2 separate regions of the Zea mays genome follow, and region 2 is linked to region 1. The links are chromatin contacts, called in public Hi-C maps. All regions are on one chromosome and are shown on one strand. The core of a region is the stretch at or near the end of the contact, and the rest is flanking DNA. Distances in the headings are between cores, read along the strand shown. Region 1 holds the start of LOC100304006. Region 2 holds the start of LOC100274063.

Region 1 (3,468 bases), core at 900-3,399:
AATAACTAAGAAAAAGTGGACCGACGCTCAGTGTGTGATGACCACCGCAGTCAGGGTTCGTCTCTATACCCCAAGCAATTCACATGAATTGATCGGGGGCTCGGGGGCTACATCTAGCAGATGCGCCCACACGCACCCGAGATTCTGACGCCCATCAGAAATAAATGAGCAAAAGTGGGCCCACACTCAGTGTGTGATGACCACCGTAGGCAGGGTTCGTCCCTGTACTGAGCAATAAACCTCCAAGCAATTCATGCAAATTTCTTAGGGGCTCGAGGGCTGCTGTTGGGTACCTAAGAACATGGTACCCAAAGCAAGGCCCATAAAACATTAGCTTCTTGCCGACCAAAGTCTCCCCATCGAGCAAGTATGCAAGGCAAGGCAACCGACTAGGTCCATGTCGAGCAGGACTGCGAGGCGGAGCGACTGACCAAATCCCTACCAAACAAGGTTGTGAGGCAGAGCGACCGACAGGGTCCCGGTCGAGCAAGTCCGCGAGGCGGAGCGACCACCAGGTCCCCATCGAGCAAGTCCACAAGGCAAGGTGACTGACCAGGTCCTCGTCGAGCAAGTCTGCAAGGCAAGGTGACCGACCAAATCCCTATCAAGTAGGATCGCGAGGCGGAACGACCGACCAAGCCCTTTCGAGCAAGTCCGCGAGGCGTAGCGACTGATCAGGTCCCTGCCGAGCAAGTCCGCAAGGTGGAGCGACCGACCAAGTCACTATCGAGCAAGTTCGTGGAGTGGAGCGACTGAGCAGGTCCTTGTTGAGCAAGACCGCGAGGCAGAGCTGTCTTAACTAGGTCTTAACCAAGGAAGAGAAGCAAGATGGAAACCCAAGTCAAACGTCTCAAAATCCACGCCTACTAAGACAATACATGACATCTCGGGCCATGGCCAGTCATCCGAATGGTAGGTCGTAGGCACGTCGAGAAACCGCTAAAGACATGAACACACCTCCGGAGCACGGTCCCAAAATGTGCTTCCACATCTTCGAAGGACCGAACGACCCTGATCATAAAATACCTCAGCATCGGAGCTTCATACTGGGTGTATGCCTACGCACACCAACGAGTGACGTAGGCTTGTGACGACAGGCAAGACCGCACGACGCGTGATTGCTCCATACGACTTACCCGCGGGACCCTTCGCGCACTATCACAAGGATGTTAGCGAAAGACCGACAAAAAGAACCCGTATGACGAGCGAACGAGACAGTACGCTATAATGGGAGTACGGCTACGCACGACCCTACGGGCAGCACCAGAGGAACCACGTTGCCTAAGGGTCGCCAGTGGAGCTCCTCCCAACAGAATGCAAGTCCTCATTGTAGAGTCCAGCCCTTAAACTATAAAAGGGAAGGACCCCCTCTTTTTCTGAACACACAGGCACACCAGTTGTAACACGTCCTCAACAATACTACGATCAACACTACACGAGATTATGACGCAAGCTTGAGCCAGAATAATCCACCGTCTCAAATCCATCGCTCGAGACTCAACGATTCACCATTTGGAGTGAGTCTGCGCTAGCATCCCCGCCAAACACAAATCTTACCGTCTCTATTTTCTGAAACCACGACAGATGTCTTATGTCTGAACTTAATTGTAGTTAATGATAATCAATTCATGTTTTATCCGCCAAGTATCCGGTATATGCATTTATCCGGCCAAATAATATATGTATTTATCACTTATCAGTCCGAGTTAACATTCGATCTTTGTATTCGTATCAATCTCGTTTCTAAATATCTATATCCGATTCCGAATCTAATTAAAATACATTAAGGCAGGATCCGTTTTCACCCTATATATATTGTTATAGGTAAGCTTGGTATTGGACCTACACGGCTGGAATCCAAACGTCACGGGATCACGGCGACTGGCCAAATTTTGGTCAGGACGACGTGGGCTCAAATCCGAACGCGTCCGAATTCTGAACTCAAATCTCCTTTGCCCCTCTCTCCCAAAAAAATTATCCTCAGCCCAACGCCGGCCTTGGTGAGGCGGCCCGCTGGCCCATCCATCCTGGAAAACGGGCCGGAAAGTCAGAGGGACCAGCGGTGGGCAGTTGGCCCCAAGGTGACAGCCGCAGTGGTGCCGGCGGTGTGGCACGTAAAATTAGGCGGGTGAAGCTGACCCGGCTGGCGTACGCAAGCGACCCGGCAGTTTCGAAACCTCCGAAAGCGTCATTTAAAGCCCACGGGTACCACCACTCTACTCTTCGTCCTCCTCGATCGTCCCAACAACCGCAATGGCGCAGCAGAGGCTTCTCGCTCTCCTCCTGGTGGCGGCCCTCCTCGTGCTCTCCTGCTCGCAAGGTAAGGTTGACGCGGCCGCCGCGCGCCCGGCCAGGCTAGCTAGCGCTGCTGCCTGCTCTTCCGATTCCGTATAAGTGATGCCGTCGCTGTGTTGGGTTGTGATGGAGCGCAGGGCTGGTGGAAGCGCGGAAGGTGCAGGTGCGGCGCGCGCCCCTCGGCGGCGGCCGCCTGCTTCCGGAGGCGATGATGGCGTACACGACGACGGACTACGGGCCCCCCACTGCCAACACCAACACCCACGGCGGCATGGTCCCGTCGCCGGACGACCCCTCCTCGCCGCCGACGCACTGACCGGCCAGTCGATCTCACCGGCAACAACTGTCTTGTTCTTTGGGATTGGAGCTTTGGAAGAGAAAATTGGAGGATAGGATCGGAAGAAGCTGGTGGTCGTGTTCTTCTCCCTTTTTGGGCGCGCGTGTTGTGTGCTGCTGTGTCTGTGTACTCCAGCTGTAGCTGCTGCTGTGCTTAGCTGATTGAAGTTTGAACTGTAGTGGGTCCACAGTATTATGCATGTTTTGTTTGGTGAGACGTCAGAACCCATCATTGAATCTTGTCTGAATCTAGTCAGCTCTATGTAAAGTGGAAGCGATACATGAATGTACGTAGTAAAATGGAACAGAATTCGTCGCCAGTCCAGGCTGCAGTGCTCCCCTCTAGCTAGCTACACTGCTTGTGTTTCTCTGTCTCTGTGCATGCATATGGATGCATGTGAACTCGATCAGTTTGGTGCCTCTGAACTGAATGATTACCGTTTTCTTTTCTCCGGGTGTCCAATGTGTGAAGACCGATCGATGATTGATGGCTAGAGCTGAGAGCCACCCTCGCAACATGCGCAGCGCCTAACCCACCCCGATCTCCCAAACAGATATAAAATGAGTGTCAACCAAAATACTAAAATGGGGTGGGTGTGGGGGGAGTGTCTTCTGTATACGGGGCCTAAAATGATTGATGTCAAACAAGAATCCTTTGGAGCTTCGCTTCTGTTCATTTTTTTTTCTTTCCTTGCAAAATACTAAACAGAGTGTACTGCCGCCCGAGTCAACTCCGTGAGTTGAAGTCATGCAAACTAGAGACTCTAGGAGCGAGCCGTAAGCTAATATATTTAGTTTGAGGTCAAAGTAGGATGGGCGAAGGCGATACTGTTCTCT
Region 2 (3,163 bases), core at 175-2,674, 260 kb before region 1:
ATCTATAGTTGCCTCCACAGCTTTAAATCCCAGTTCTTGCAAAGCCAATTGCTCAACCAATCCTGTCAGAACAAAGCTGTCTAAAGAACACTCAGAATGATTTATTCAATACACATGTACAGTAAAATCAAACTTGCGAGCCTCACTCTATACAACATAAAATTCAAATACCTGATGCGCAAAGGTTATGGCTTACCTTACTCCACAGCCTACCATGCTGAGCACAACAGTTTGCCATTCCCATGGCACATCCCATCGGCGAACGATCGCCCACTCGTCTGAACTCTGCTTAGGCACAGATAATGTCACAAGATCCACGCCAGTCACCACAAAAACATGATGAAAGTTGGAATAGGCGAAATGCATCTAAAGTCCACAAATGTCCAGGATTCCACTACATACATTGCTTTTACAATCTTATATGGATTCCTGAACGCTTACTCTGGTGCATCCATATACTGATTGGTTTGTTGCGCATGCGCACCCAGGTTCGCGTCAGCCAGGCCGACAAGACACGATAATTCTGGGCGTACGTGCAGATGCAAGGAAATGGTCTCAAAATAACTTACTTTACATCTGCTTATGCAGACCACGTCCCTCGCATGCAGTCAACGAAACAAACGCTCAGCTACACAGTGGTTCAGAATAGGATGGTGCGCAGACAGTATATTTTCCTAGCTTGTTCCGGAAGCTAAATTCTACACTTAACATACTGCATCCCTAATTCCCTTTGTTATTCACAACCGGAGCATGTATTTGTTGTGTTTAATTCAGGAGGTTATAAAGAAATGGAACGTTTGAGCATCACCTTATCTGAAGGCGGGGGCGTCTTGTTCTTGGCATTGTAGGAGAAACACGCGTAGCCTCCGCCCCTTCTGCAGCTCCTCCTCCACTGGCCAGTCACCGGCCTCCGCTGCAACCGCTGCTGAGACCTTGCTTCTACGCGGACAGCTGGGAATGGCTTCCTTTGTCTCAAGAGGAGGACGGGTATGCACGGGAGCGGCCGGAGGAGGATAAGTGATAGCGGCGGCGACGACAGTGAGGAAGACGCCATCGGAAACATGCCTTCTGCACTGCCCCCTCTGCTCTGCTGTCTCGCGGCTTAGCGGGGATAAGATGAGGAGTCTTTAGAAAATCATGCACACTACCAGGTGAAAACAGAAGTTGTAAAGGTACTCGTGAAATATCCTATAGATTGAGGGTCCGCATAGCAAAAGAGAAGTTAGGCCTTCTTGTCCGCTTGTGTTGGCGGCGGCGATGGCGACGTCGGCGAGCACGTCCGGCGAGTGGCTCAAGGGCGCGCTGCAGGAACTTCGGGAGCGTAAGGGCAGCTCGCTGGAGTTCGACTCGGATCTCATCTCGGGCCTCGTCTCCTTCTGCGAGCTCGCGCCTCCCTCCGACGCCACCAGCTATCTCGAGGTTCGTTCTCCAGTGTCCATCCATTTGGACGGTGTGTGTATTGGGCGATTGCTCCCAGATTGCTGTGCTATTGGGATCTGGGTTTGTACGGCTTTCGTTGTATGGAGCGGATGATTGAATTATCTAAAATGCCTCAGCTTCATGTTATTGGGAGTCTTAGGAATTTTCTATAATGGGTACAAAATTCAAGTGCTTCAATGAATTTTCCCGTCATGACTGAGATTTATATCCTGATGCAGTATTGTAAGCGCCATTGGGTGTCATGTAGTGTCTAGGGCATAACGAGATGCTGATCATTGTTCTGCTGCTGGGTGTGAATTTTGGTCAAAACTATCTGGTTTCTTTAAGGCTTGATGTGAAGGTAGATTGTTATTTCCACTGCCATTTTTGCATTGCCTTCTCATACTGATGCAAAATCATGTGATGTTTGTCACTTGTCTAATTGATTCCACTGCCATTTTTGCATTGTCTTCTCATTCTGATGCAAAATCTTGTGCTGTTTGTCGCTTGTCTGATTGATGTGTATGTACTATTCTCTCAAAATCAAGGAACACATTTCTCAGTGTAATATGTTATATGTCTCTTTATGTTCATCTCGAACTTGAAAAGGATGAACTAAACACGCTTTGCCCAAATACCCATGAGGCCATGTTAGTTGAACTAGTGTGCCCTTAGCATTTTTCCCTTTCTTTCTCATTTATTATTTTCTCAAAACTACACTCTCAGTTGGCCAGTTTGCATTACTTCATTAGTACCGTTGTAGCTCAATCTCTCCTTCCATTAGTTCTTTTGTTTTGTTGTATGTGTTTTGTACCACTTGTTTTCAAGCCACATCATCAGTACATCATGACTTTTCAAGCACAAATGTTGAGACTGCTGTAGCTTAGTTGACATAAACATTTCTCATGGTTTGCACCTTTAATGGTGCAGAATTTTATTGGGAAAGAAGCTGCTCAGGACATCATTCAAGAATACTTGCGGAGGAGGGGTCACATTGGTTCCTCAAATGGAACTGAGAGCTTTCAGTCATCTAACCTTCAGCCTTATGTTAAGCCTTCAGCTGATGCAGCAACTACACAAACAAAGAAACAAACACGCACGCAAAAAGATTCAGCATCTTCTTCTAGTCAGAGTTCTAAGAGTCAATCAGAAATTGCAGAATCACAAGTTCCTTCCAAGAGAGGTTCAAAAAAGAAAGGAGCAAAGGTCATTTCCCTCGCTGAGGCAGCAAAAGGTTCTATTGTCTTCAAGCAGGGGAAACCTTGTTCATGCCAAGCACGGCAACATGACCTTGTCAGCAACTGCTTATCATGTGGCAAAATTGTGTGTGAACAAGAGGGCGAGGGACCCTGTAGTTTCTGTGGCGCACTTGTCTTGAAGGAAGGTAGCACTTATGCTGGTCTAAGTGATGTTGGGCTACCCCTTTCCGAAGCAGAAACTGCAGCTGAAGCATATGCAAAGAGGCTTGTTGACTATGATAGAAATGCTGCAGCAAGGACTAAAGTTTATGATGACCAAAGTGACTACTATGAAATGGAAGGAAACAGTTGGCTCTCTTCAAAGGTACCACATTTGATTATTTGTACTTGATAGTTATATTGCATCCCTTGTGGATCATACATGCTCATATTTTAACGCTGCTCGACCCATTGATCTTTGTTATGTCTATGCTAAGCCTTCATCTACAAATATCATACCAAGTCTGTTATGCGCAAAGTACATCGAATCCTAATATGAGAATTAA

What was found. A called contact is a pair of places that touch in the nucleus more often than the background predicts.
Region 2: a contact with region 1 is called in a Hi-C map of leaf, with 2.7 times the contacts expected there. The contact joins the promoter of LOC100274063 here to the promoter of LOC100304006 in region 1. A contact is called at or near these places in 9 of 25 Hi-C or Micro-C datasets (bundle sheath, ear, endosperm and 3 more).

The regions. Positions count from the first base shown.
Region 1 is chr7:116,015,876-116,019,343 of Zm-B73-REFERENCE-NAM-5.0, reverse strand. LOC100304006 reads left to right here and starts at 2,149. Exons shown (of 2, transcript NM_001329106.1): 1 at 2,149-2,320; 2 at 2,433-2,951. The coding sequence starts at 2,254. The coding sequence ends at 2,611.
Region 2 is chr7:116,277,424-116,280,586 of Zm-B73-REFERENCE-NAM-5.0, reverse strand. It overlaps LOC100274063, which reads right to left and starts at 1,424. Exons shown (of 10, transcript NM_001148442.1): 1 at 809-1,424; 2 at 197-285; 3 at 1-76. The coding sequence starts at 1,063. LOC100193257 reads left to right here and starts at 1,191. Exons shown (of 4, transcript NM_001138406.2): 1 at 1,191-1,419; 2 at 2,350-2,982. The coding sequence starts at 1,258.